Linked DNA regions of Zea mays: regions 1 and 2 are each linked to region 3. The links are chromatin contacts, called in public Hi-C maps. All regions are on one chromosome and are shown on one strand. The core of a region is the stretch at or near the end of the contact, and the rest is flanking DNA. Distances in the headings are between cores, read along the strand shown. Region 1 holds the start of LOC100278455. Region 2 holds the start of LOC100383089. Region 3 holds the start of LOC100282411.

What was found. Hi-C and Micro-C count contacts between places; a contact is called where the count stands out from the background.
Region 1: a contact with region 3 is called in a Hi-C map of leaf, with 2.8 times the contacts expected there. The contact joins the promoter of LOC100278455 here to the promoter of LOC100282411 in region 3. A contact is called at or near these places in 3 of 25 Hi-C or Micro-C datasets (ear, leaf and tassel).
Region 2: a Hi-C map of ear shows a contact between it and region 3, with 3 times the contacts expected there. The contact joins the promoter of LOC100383089 here to the promoter of LOC100282411 in region 3. A contact is called at or near these places in 2 of 25 Hi-C or Micro-C datasets (ear and leaf).

What each region holds. Positions count from the first base shown.
Region 1 is chr7:135,214,729-135,218,471 of Zm-B73-REFERENCE-NAM-5.0, forward strand. LOC100278455 reads left to right here and starts at 2,494. Exons shown (of 1, transcript NM_001151729.2): 1 at 2,494-3,495. The coding sequence starts at 2,835. The coding sequence ends at 3,281. It overlaps LOC100277473 (a long non-coding RNA gene), which reads right to left. Exons shown (of 2, transcript NR_157099.1): 2 at 3,668-3,743.
Region 2 is chr7:135,305,995-135,309,912 of Zm-B73-REFERENCE-NAM-5.0, forward strand. LOC100383089 reads left to right here and starts at 1,747. Exons shown (of 7, transcript NM_001366809.1): 1 at 1,747-2,503; 2 at 2,694-2,924; 3 at 3,039-3,104; 4 at 3,212-3,280; 5 at 3,483-3,554; 6 at 3,649-3,825. The coding sequence starts at 1,928.
Region 3 is chr7:134,829,444-134,833,109 of Zm-B73-REFERENCE-NAM-5.0, forward strand. It overlaps LOC100282411, which reads right to left and starts at 1,977. Exons shown (of 3, transcript NM_001155322.2): 1 at 1,603-1,977; 2 at 1,269-1,460. The coding sequence starts at 1,827.

The DNA.
Region 1 (3,743 bases), core at 1,244-3,743, 390 kb after region 3:
CACGACGCTATCTGCCAAGCACCCAAGATCGGCCTAGATTATTTCACGAGGACCCTGACCCTGACGCCGACAACACCGGGTGCGAGAACGCATACGCGAGCAACCGATTCAGCCGACAATATAATGCAGACCGAGACGGAGGAGTCGATTCGCACCTGAGGAATACAAGGAGCAACGCACGGGCAGCCGGCAGCCACGACCACGACCATGAGCGCAGAGGTCCACATGCATGGTGGCCTCAATCAGCAGAGAACAGAAACATCGCACGGCTCTGAGGTCGAAATCACCGGGTCCGCGACAATGGGGGCCCTTAAGGTTGCCTGGTTAACAATGCATTTTTACTTGAGCAGGCGTGATGAAAATTTTGTTTTTTTGAAAAGGGAGGGGCAAAAGATTTGCCGGTCCAATATATTAGAGAGGAGAAACACTTACAAGACACTCACGAAGACAAAAAAGGGGGGAGGGAAGAAAGAAGAAGGGCAAAACTCAACCACCTACTGCTAAATACAACTCCGAGACCACCAGGCCCAAACTAACCCAATAGAGCACCAACTAGCTCTTTCACTAAAGAAGCGACCTGATCTGGATTCTTCTGCTGATTCCTAAAGATCCTGTTGTTTTTTTCTAACCATAAGCTCCACAAAAAATAGATCAGAAGCCCGTCGATTTTTTTTTCTAGATTGCCTATTACAGAGACCTCTTAGATTTCTCCACCAACCATACAGGTGATGAAAATTTCATAAGGGGAAAAATGAAGAGGAGGTAGATGGCACCAAAACTTTCGTATACACAAGGTGCTCAGCCGCTCAGGCCATCAACATCGTCAGGTACGAGGATCTTCCTTGCACTCCAATACAATATCTCCATCACCGACGTGCTAGTTAGTACCTAGTATTGGCTGCGATGGGTATAGGCTCTAGGCTGGTCCTATAGTTGTTGCTCAAGTGGCTGATGATGTGCTCTCTTGGCTGTCCTTTCGCCTTCATGACTTTGGGAAAGCGTATTGGAGGACTTGTTCAACGATGCGCAGCCGTGGACGCCTGGCCTCTAGCAGCTCGACAGGCAATGGCGCAGGGCCGATAATATGATTGGAACCGACAGGTACTCGCGCAGGGCCGATAATACGATTGGGGGGGAAGGCCCTCGAATCCTCCTCGATCGCATCGCGGATGTGGATGCTGTTGGGCCTCGGTCTTAGTTGTCTTTTTCCACCTCTATCTGCGGTAGTTTGCAATGCTCATGTAATTGTCTTTTGTTATTTTTTTTTGTTTATTTATTTATCGTCTCCCTCGACCCTCGATTCCAAATTATAAACTATTTATATCATAATAAAAATAATATATCAAAAAACCAATATATATTGCAACTTTAAATAGAGTTTGTGGTCTTGCAATTGGAAATAGAGATGGAGGGTGCATCAGTGCCCAGTTTTCCAAGATCGTGCAGACCGCCTACACTTTTGCCACGCTTTGAAGGTAACGATCTCAAGGTATAAATGGGTTTGAATCTAACAATCTCAGATCAATAACACATGGGCCACTACGAACATAATCCAAACTGGACCAGAGTATTTAATCAAATTGGCAATGGCCTGTGACAACTGACATTCGTCAGGGGAAAAAATGAACGGCCGGAGTAAAAAGACGCACGTGAGCAGGTTCAGGCCTTCAGGGGTTCAGTGCTCTATGGCCATCAAAAGATGCATCAAGCTGGGCTGGGCTCAGCATTTTTCTTACCAGTACCGCAAGCACTTGTCCCTGACAGCCTCTGACTTCCTGAAAGCTTCAGGATCAATTCAGGCAGGCAGCGGTAGTCGTAGCCTTGTTCGTCCCTCCAACTTGGAGGAAAGGATGCCACATACTCAAGTTTGGCATCCGCTGATCCACACAGGAAAACAACCGTGTCAGCGGAATAAAATATAACCGGTGCGTTTAGTAGCCTGTCAGATTCCAGCATACTCCTGCTGCTAGCTATGTGGCACAACAAACTTTCAGCGTCTCTGGGATGTCAGTAACCATCAAACTGCAGTCTCAGGAGTTAACAAACAGAATGCAACCACTGATTATTACGATAGAACTGGAAAACAAAATACGGCACGTGAATCTAATGGCTGAGCCTAATTGGTAATTGTCTGCACGCGGATGCTAAAGCAAACAAAAGACATGTTCTCCTGGTCCTGTAACGCAAGACATGTGTCATAAACAAGTTACGCATTTGCATGACAGGCAGACACAGCAGCGACAACAAACCTTTTGAGCTATGCCAGCCTCATTCTAACCTTCCAATCCTACCAAATCATGGCCCAACCCATGCACGTATACCTCTGACAGGACCCCACCATGAGGCGAGAGTCCAAGGCCACATGGACTACAGGTGGAAATACCTGGAACACTGCATTGCAAGCAAATGTTCTCCCCGCTGCCTTTGGTAGCAACAGAAGGTACAGAAATAGTTGAGAAAGTTATGAGGAACAGTTGGAAGGATAGGCTGCCTTTCCAATTTAAAGGCACTGCCATCGTTTCTTCAGCCCCATGACAAGCTTCCACACAGTCACAAGCAACCACCTTGCATAGTTCTTAGCCTCATGGAATTCTGCCCCTACCCTGCATTGTCTGCCCTGTGAAGAGAGAGACCAGAGAGAGAGAGGGCTTCGATGCTCTTCTCAGGCTGCAGGTCAAGGAGTGAGAACAAGAAAGCCTTCTTTGAAGTTGGGTTGTTGAGGTGCTCTGAAGAAGTATTAGCGTGTGTTCCATCAGTCAGTTCTCTCATAATTTCATCTTCCTTTCCTTGTGTTGTCCTTGGCCTCTCTTTCTGTGTCCCTGCACTCTCTTGTTATGGACTCCTCTCAGCTTACTGGGGACAATGCTGAAGAGTGCAACAGTAATGAATCTGGGTGGACGATGTACCTGGGCTCCCCAGTGAACAGTGATGATCTCAAAGCCAATGGCAGCAAATGGAGTAATGTTGGCAGTGGCTGTAGCAATGGTAGAAGCAAAAACGACAACATGGATTATGATGATGGAGACTATGATTCATTAGCTTCTGATGCTTCCACAGGACCAGCTCAAGTGAAGGTGCTTAATGGCAAGGAAAAGAAAATTCATGAGAAAAGAGACAATTCCATAGAAGAACAAGATAGCGATGAGCAAGACGAACAAACCAAGCTCCCTAACAACTGTGACAAAAAGGCAGGCAAGATGAAGAAGGAAGAGAAGACCACCAGAAGGAGCCACAACAAGAGACGTAGTTCCTGTTCTTCACGAACAAGCTTCTTTAGGTAACTGTTGTAAAACCCTTGTAGGATGTCTCCCAACCATTTACAATCTAGCTAAAATCAGCATGGGGAATGCAAATCTTTTGGGATCTTAGGGCAAATATGTACCCCTTAGATACTCTTATCACCATCCTCATAGTATCATATAAAAAAGTGCATGTATTTATATAGATATTAACAGAGGGCACTCTCTCCAGATATATTTCGAAGGTTGTTCTCTATTTAATTGCTTTTTTACTTCTTCCCAGTATGTGTAGGGTTTGAAATGTTTTTATATGGCTGCAAAGTGGCAATTTTACTAACAGAAAGAGCTACTAAACTCTATGAAAGAGAGAAATTTATTTTGCCGATTAAGCATCCAGGGTAAACCAATTGACACCAGGGGTTCATTTCTGGCCGTTAAACATGCGAATTAAACAATGCACATACTATTTATATGAGACGTAAATCTTGAAAGAGAGACTGATTA
Region 2 (3,918 bases), core at 497-2,996, 480 kb after region 3:
TAGTTTAGCATTTCTCCCGAGATTCGGTTCCGGTCTGCTTTCCGTGACCGCTTTAGGGAGGATGGAGCAGCTTAGCGAGGGTCGGTAATGGCAGGCAGGCAGGCAGCTGCTGTGCTGAAGGAAAGGTAAAGTTTAAGCGGGCAGGGAATAACCCAGTAACTTGCAGGCCACTTCTCGGCGGTGTGCATTGGATTGGAGGAGCCGTGGAGATTTTTTATCAGGTTCCTTCCTGATGCTTTTCTTTCTTTCTTTCTTTCTTTGTTCCGGGAGAAACACCCAAGTTTTAAAAGCTTAAGCTTAAGGCCGGGGAGGGGCAGGGCAGGGGAGGGGGGCAAAAGCGTGTTTGGAGTGAATAGAAATATTGCATGGGCGGGAGGAGGCCTGCTTTAACTAATCTAAAGCTAGATTCGAGCCTGTGCGTGGCCCGAGGCTAACGAATAGTTTTTTTAATAAAAAAACTTGTTTATTTGCCGCAAAGAAAGATTTGAGATTAGGGGGGGAATCTGATGAACCCAGAAGCCGCATCTCTTTCATCAGCTGCCCCAAGCTTGCTTGCCCTTAACCGGAAGCTAGCCCAACGATCTAAAGACCCTGCCTTTGATTTTTTTCTCTCTCTCTCTTCTTCTCTCTCAAACCCACCCTCCCCTGTTTCTGCCTCTAAGCTGAAGTAACTGATTTCATGGCCAGTTACCAGATTGGCCTAATAGAAGACTGACCGGAGGATGCACGAGATGTGAAAGAAAGAAAGAAAGTAGGCTTGCTTTGCCGTGGGGGTAAGTAAGGGAGGCAATGCCTCGATCGGCACCCCCACCCCTGCTAATGTTGACCACCATTTTTCTTCTTCAACAAAACTAATCATGCCGATCATGAAGGGCGTGTAAATAATTGGCCGTGCCGACTATAAATTAAATAAAACCCCGGCAGTCAAATAATGATTCGGGGCAGGGGAGGCTGAGGCGAGGGGCATAATTTACAGCCAGGCGCCTCGAGGAAAGCGAGCGAGAGGTTGCGCTTGCGCCCACCATAAACAAATGCCCGTGGGAGTTGGCACTGTCAGGGATGCCGGCACGGTAATGCCCATTGCCCATTGCAGTAGTAGGAGTATTGCTGTGCTGTGTGTGCCGTGCCGTGCCGTGAAGAAGAACCTGATCGATCAGCCAGAGCCAGAGCCAGCCCCCTTCCTCTCTACGCTTGCTCGCTGGCTGTGCGTGTGTGAGAGGGTGAGTCTCCTAGCTACTCGTAGGAAGTAAGTAAACAAAAGCAAAGGTAAACAGCATGATTAAAGCGCTGTTAACAAAGATAAAGCGAAGGCGAGACGCCCTTCAAAATAAGGTCCATCGAGGCTAGCTTAAACAACGCCCGGCCATGATGGTGGTGATTAGGAGGAGTAAAGCGGCTGCCTGCAGCTACTAATCGGTGTGGTGGCTCGCCATGCATGCATGTACCACTCACTAGTCACTAGTCACTACTGGTGAAACTACAACAGCTACTGAACAAGTGCTAGTAGACCCTATAAAATCTGACAAGCCTTTGCCTACAAGCCCCTCTCTCTCTCTGTCTCTCTCACTCTCCCTCCCGTATGGTCTATGCCCTCCCACCCTCTTTCGTAGCGCTTCTTCCTATGCCTCTCGCCGGAACGGAACAGCAGATAGCATCACAATCTCCAGTGGCTGTGGGCATCTTTCCTTTTCCTGCCATAGGCTCTAGGCCGTGACGGGAGCTAGCTTCTCGCTTGCGTGCGTGCTTGCTCCGGCTATCATATTGCCTGCCTGCCTGCCTATGAACCTCTCCGGCCAATGGAGGAGCTACTTCTTCTTCTCTAGCCTTTCTCGTCTCTGATCCACCCATTGACCTTCGGTGCGCCCGGCCACTCTGCGCCGGCCTCTCGCGTGCGTCTCTCGTGTGAGTGCTACAGGCAAGCGAAGCGATGGACATGAACGAGAGCGGCGAGAAAGGGATGGAGGGCAACGCGTCCTCCGGCATCCCGGTGGACTGGCAGACCCAATTCAGCGCCGCCGCCTTCTCGTGCGCGCCGCCGCAGCAGCAGCAGGTTCCCATGATGGACTCCGCCTTCGCGTCCGCCGGCCTGTGGGCGTCCACCTCCCAGGCCATGGCGCTCTCCGACGCGGGCGGCAGGTCGGCCGCGCGGGCCGGCTTCTTGGCGCCGGTCCCCGGTTTCCTCCCGCAGGGCCTCGCCCATTTCCCCGTGGACTCCGGCTTCATCGAGCGCGCCGCGCGGGCTTCCTGCTTCGGCGGCGGCGGCGGCGGCGGGGTGATGGCTGCCTTCGGCGCAGCAGCTGATCATCAACCCATGAACAGCGCGTTCAGTGGATCCTCGGAGGCGCTGCTGGACCACCAGAGGACGAAGGACGGCAGCGACAAGGGCGAGCCGGAGCTCGGCCGGAACGGCCACGACGGGGTTCTGAGCTCGGAGGCGGCTGCTGCGGGGGACTGCTCGTCCAAGGGGACGTCCGACTCCAAGAAGAGGAGAAGGCCTAACGAGGTGACCGCTCTCTCTCTCTCTCTCTCTCTCTCTCTCTCTCTCTCTCTCTCTCTCTCTCTCTCTCTCTCTCTCTCTCTCTCTCTCTCTCTCTCTCTCTCTCTCTCCTTGCTTGCTTTGCTGCTCGTGTCTGCAACTTCCCCGCTGCCGTATAAACTGGATGGATGCTCATGCTCATGCTGTCATGCATCAGGTGATGGGAGGCGATCAGGTCCAGTCGTCGAACCTGCCCGCCGACTCAGCGAACGAGAGCGTGCACAGCAAGGACAAAGGCGAGGAGAGCAGCCTGGCAACAACCACCACCGGACCCGGCAAGTCGAAAGGAAAGGGGGCGAGAGAGACCTCCGAGTCCCAGAAGGAAGACTACATTCATGTCCGAGCTCGGCGCGGACAGGCAACCAACAGCCACAGCCTAGCAGAAAGGGTACGGATTTGATCAACGGGTGGCATCCCCGTGTTTACCGTCTGCTGTGGATCGCGGTCTGGAATTCACACCCCAATGTTTAACCCTGCTTGCTGCGTCTTTTTTTCTCTGCAGTTGAGGAGGGAGAAGATTAGCGAGAGGATGAAGCTGCTGCAGGACCTCGTTCCTGGCTGCAGCAAAGTAGGTCTATCTTCCACACAGAAGAAAGAAAAGGGGAACAGAACTTGCTTGTGTGTTTTTATGTTGGTTTTCATTACAAATGAACATCTCTGTCCATTGGAATCCAGGTCACTGGGAAGGCGGTGATGCTTGACGAGATCATCAACTATGTCCAGTCCCTGCAAAGACAAGTCGAGGTAATCAGTAACTTGTATGTTAAAATACGCACAACTTTGTCTCAATCAAGGCTTAGCTACGAACCAAGTCTTCATTTGGAAGAGAGGAAGTAGAATCGCTAGATACCGAGACTAGAACATGAATAGAATTCTGTACATCCCTTATTACATACTGATCATGGCAAGCATCAAAACATTGAATTGATCTTGTTGCATCATGCAGTTCTTATCAATGAAGCTCGCAACGGTAAACCCAAGGCTCGACCTCAACATAGAAGGGCTTCTATCGAAAGATGTATGATGCTTCCTGCAATCCCATTCTCTCTCTCTCTCTCTCCATTTGTTATACATGTAAGAATCTAACAAAGCCATATATTCTTTACCATCAGCTTCTCCGCTTCCCTGGCGTTCCTTCGTCTTCCCTTGGATTCTCCCCGGAAATGATGCACCCACAGCTGCAGCTCTCGCAGCCAGGCCTGATCCAGGGCGGCGCTGCCGGCATGGCCAATCCGGACGTGTTCAGGAGAATCATGCAGGCACAGTTAAGCGCAAAGGACGGGTCTCAGGTCAGCATCTATTCAGTGTATACGTATGATTCAACAGGTCCTAGCGCAGTTTTCTTAACATCTTCATACGAACATACTGGTGTGCATCAAAAT
Region 3 (3,666 bases), core at 727-3,226:
AAACGAACATGCCCTAACTGGGATGTGCACCGTGCATGCATCGCCATGTCGTCAATGGTAAGGTGCCATGGTCAGTGGTAGGCAAAATGATCGTGATCCTGCCTGCCAACTTGTACATCAAATGCCTTTATTGTTCTAAAATTTAGAAAGCGTCAATTGATTTCCCGATAAAAGCCATTAGTACGAAGATAATTGAAACTACCTAAGCATTTCCCCCCCCCCCCCCCCCCCCACCAAGCAGATAAAACATGTAATGTAAAACGGAGCGATGAATGCTTGGCCATGCTGCGCACACGCGAGTGATGCGGTTGGCATTGGCATGGCACCAACCATATTCTGTACTTGCGGACAATCCTCGAATGCCCATTTTGTACGTGAACGTAAGGTTGAACGCGACGCAAGGCTAGTGGCACGAAAAGCGTTCCGAAGAACGCGACATGAAGCTAGAGGTGCCAGGTCCTTGCCCGGCACACGCCGCCTTGGCTGTGGAGCAGCACGAAGCAGCCGTGCCCACAGCGCTGCGCAGCGCTGCGCCGTGGCAGCAAAAGCAATTCGTGGAAAAAAAAACTTTTCTAATTGATATTCTTCATTTCTTCTCTTGTCTTTTATTCACAGTGGATCCTGGAAGCTGTGGGGAGCACCATCAACGCTGGGTTCTGCACTGGAAACGCTGGATTTGGGAGTGCAAACGGCAGACAGAGCTGAGCAGAAAGAAACGCAGGATTTGGACAGGAAACGGCAGACAAAGCGGAAGCGAATGGGAAACGGTAGACCGCATGACAGGTCAAGAGAAACACCATGTGCATCGGTATCGCATATATCTGGTGTTTAAGGCTACTCTCAGTCTGGTTTCACGGTGGTTTCATATACATTTAATCGTACGTTACATTAGAATTTTAGATGATATGACATAATATTTGTTTAATGGATTCTATAAAAGATAAAATTAGTTTGATAGGAATAAAATCATGTCATCTCGTTTACAAAGTTTTGAAAACAGTGTAAAACCCTCGTTTGAAACTTTCATTTAGTGGTTTATTTCATCTTCACATGTTTCACTAAAAGCGTTGGTCATTTAGTTGTAATATTTAATGGTGTATGGTAGTGTACGAAATATTGAAGCGGAATTTTACCCCAGGAGTTATTTTTTTATTCTTAGTTTTATAGCATTTTTTATTTCCAACGTTAGAAATTTTGCATTGAGAATAGCCCAAGTGAACAAAACAAAGCAATGGATCTCGTGCAGGGTGCGGGGGGGAGGCGCGTACCAGGACGACGGCGTCGCGGGCGGCCATGATGACGATGTCGGCGCAGGAGACCACTCCGGGGCAGCGCTCCTCCAGCGCGTCCTTGATCTCGTCGACGACCTCGAACGAGCGCAGGGAGTTGATGTTGGAGAGCGCATCCTTCTCGCCGGGCATCGTCGGCGTGGCGTCCATCAGCACCGAGCCGTCGCACCCCTGCAGCCGCCCCCCGCCACCGGGAAGGAGCAGAAGAGAGAATCCATCGCGTCAGATCGACCGCGCGCGGAGGGAGGGAGGGAGGAAGCCACGTAGCGCAACCGGAGCGAGATCAGATGCGTGGGGCGGGCGGGCGGCTCACGTTGACGAAGCAGTCGTGGAACTGGAGGCGCATGACGGAGGCGACGCTGCGGGCCTCGCGTGCGCGCGCGCGCGCCATGGTCTCACGGACGATGTCCTCGGCCTCCGGGCACGTCTCGGCGTAGTACCCGACCTTGAGCTCCCTCACCGCCGCCTGGCCGCGGCAGAGGGACGCGAGGAGCACGGCGACCAGGGGGAGCCCGAGGCACCCGCGGGGGACCGCCATGGATAGAGAGGGAGGGGTGGGGCACGGACGCGCACGCTCTGGTGGTCCGCGCTGTTCCGAGACGGGGCACACTGCGCTGCACTTCGCCCTCTGCTCTACTCTACTCTGCTCAGCTGTTTGGCAGGCAGTGTACTAGTCGCGTCCGGGTCGCGACTCGCGAGGTCACGGCGGGTAGTAGTTGTTGATAAAAAGGAAGCTGGCCGCTAGCCGATAGCCGCTGGCTGCAGGCCGAGGCCAATGGGCTGTCAGCACGAGGTTGGCGAGGAGGGAGCGGGGGCCGTGCGCGACACGGGGAGCTGTGGCCAGCCAGTGGTGGGCGGACGCCGCCAGCCGCCAGGCCGCGGCCGGCCGAGTCGGGTGCGTCAGCGTTCCTACACCACCAAGACCAAACAGTACACTGTACACCACTAGCACGCGCCGGCCCGGGTCCGACGGCTTCGGTCAAACGGTGTTCACGTTCGTGCGCGCGCGCGCTTCAAAAATATCCGCGCTCCGATCGTGCACCGTGTCGCGGCGGTACACGATGGCACGGCCGGTTATTGGCAGGCAGGGGAGGAGGGAGCATTGACCCGGATTTTTCTTTGCGCGTCTGTGACTGTGTGGACGGAGGACGGACGGTTGTACTCTTTTCTTAGCAAAACTATTTAATACAGAGTATGTCGAGAGTCTCTAAAAGTTATTTAAAAACACAAAAGGCATATTTTTTTGCGAATAATATATCTCTACATGACTCTCTAAGCCTCCATATATAATGTCACTTAACATTATTCATGATCCAAAGAATCATAATTATATCATGTAGTCTATTAGTTATCTCTCGTATTTTAAAGATTGATCCATGGTCTTTAAATTGTATATGCCTGGAATACTTCTCAAGTTTTTTTGGAAATTTGTGAAAATAACGGACAATACTTGTTCTGGTCAAATTTTGGTCAAAGGTGTGAAAGGTGGGAGGCATGAAATGTAACGACTATGTAAAACACCAATTTTCACAGTTTTGTTGTTGTGTGACAAATGGGGTTCGAACATTGATTGTTGACTCCACATTTAAACTCATCTAACGAATATAACATATATATTTTTTATTTTATTAAACCAAAGTCTACCTATATGATATATATAGAAATCCATAGCAATACACAGACATCTAGCTAGTGCTCATAAAGGACTTAAGACCTGTTTGAATGCATTAGTGTTCTAGTGCTACTAGTTAGCTAGCTAAAAAATTACTAGTAAAATTAGCGGACTAACTCGTAGCTGGCTAACTATTAGTTGATTTTAGTCGAGTTGAACCAGCTAATTAACTAATTGGTAGTTGAGGGTAAGCTAATAATTAGATGGACTATTAGCTAGGGGTGTTTGAATGTTTTCAACTAAAAGCAACTTGCGGTGTTTTCGAACCGTGCTCCGATAAGTAATTTTATTGTGTTCGTTTCGGGCTCCATACGATGTGCGTAGTGTGCGTAAGATTTATACTAGTTCGGGCAAAATGTCTCTACATCCAGTCATCGACGACTTGCGCTATTGACACCATTGATCAAAGCTTGTAGTAGGGGGTACAAACTGGGCGAGAGAAGGAGGGGAGGCTTCAAAGTCTCTTGTTCATGGTGGAGGTGGTTACAAGTTGGAGTCTAACTAGAGCTGGGCAAAAAACCCATAACCCGAAACCGAACCCGGAATACCCGAAAACTGAATTTTGTTCATGAATTTCGGGTAGCACCTTGCAAAACCCGAATTTATTTTGGGTAATTCAGATATCACAATCGGGTATCCGAAATAACCGAACTACCCGAACTTTCATGTGTCATGTACTCATGTCATGCTTAATTATTAATTTGT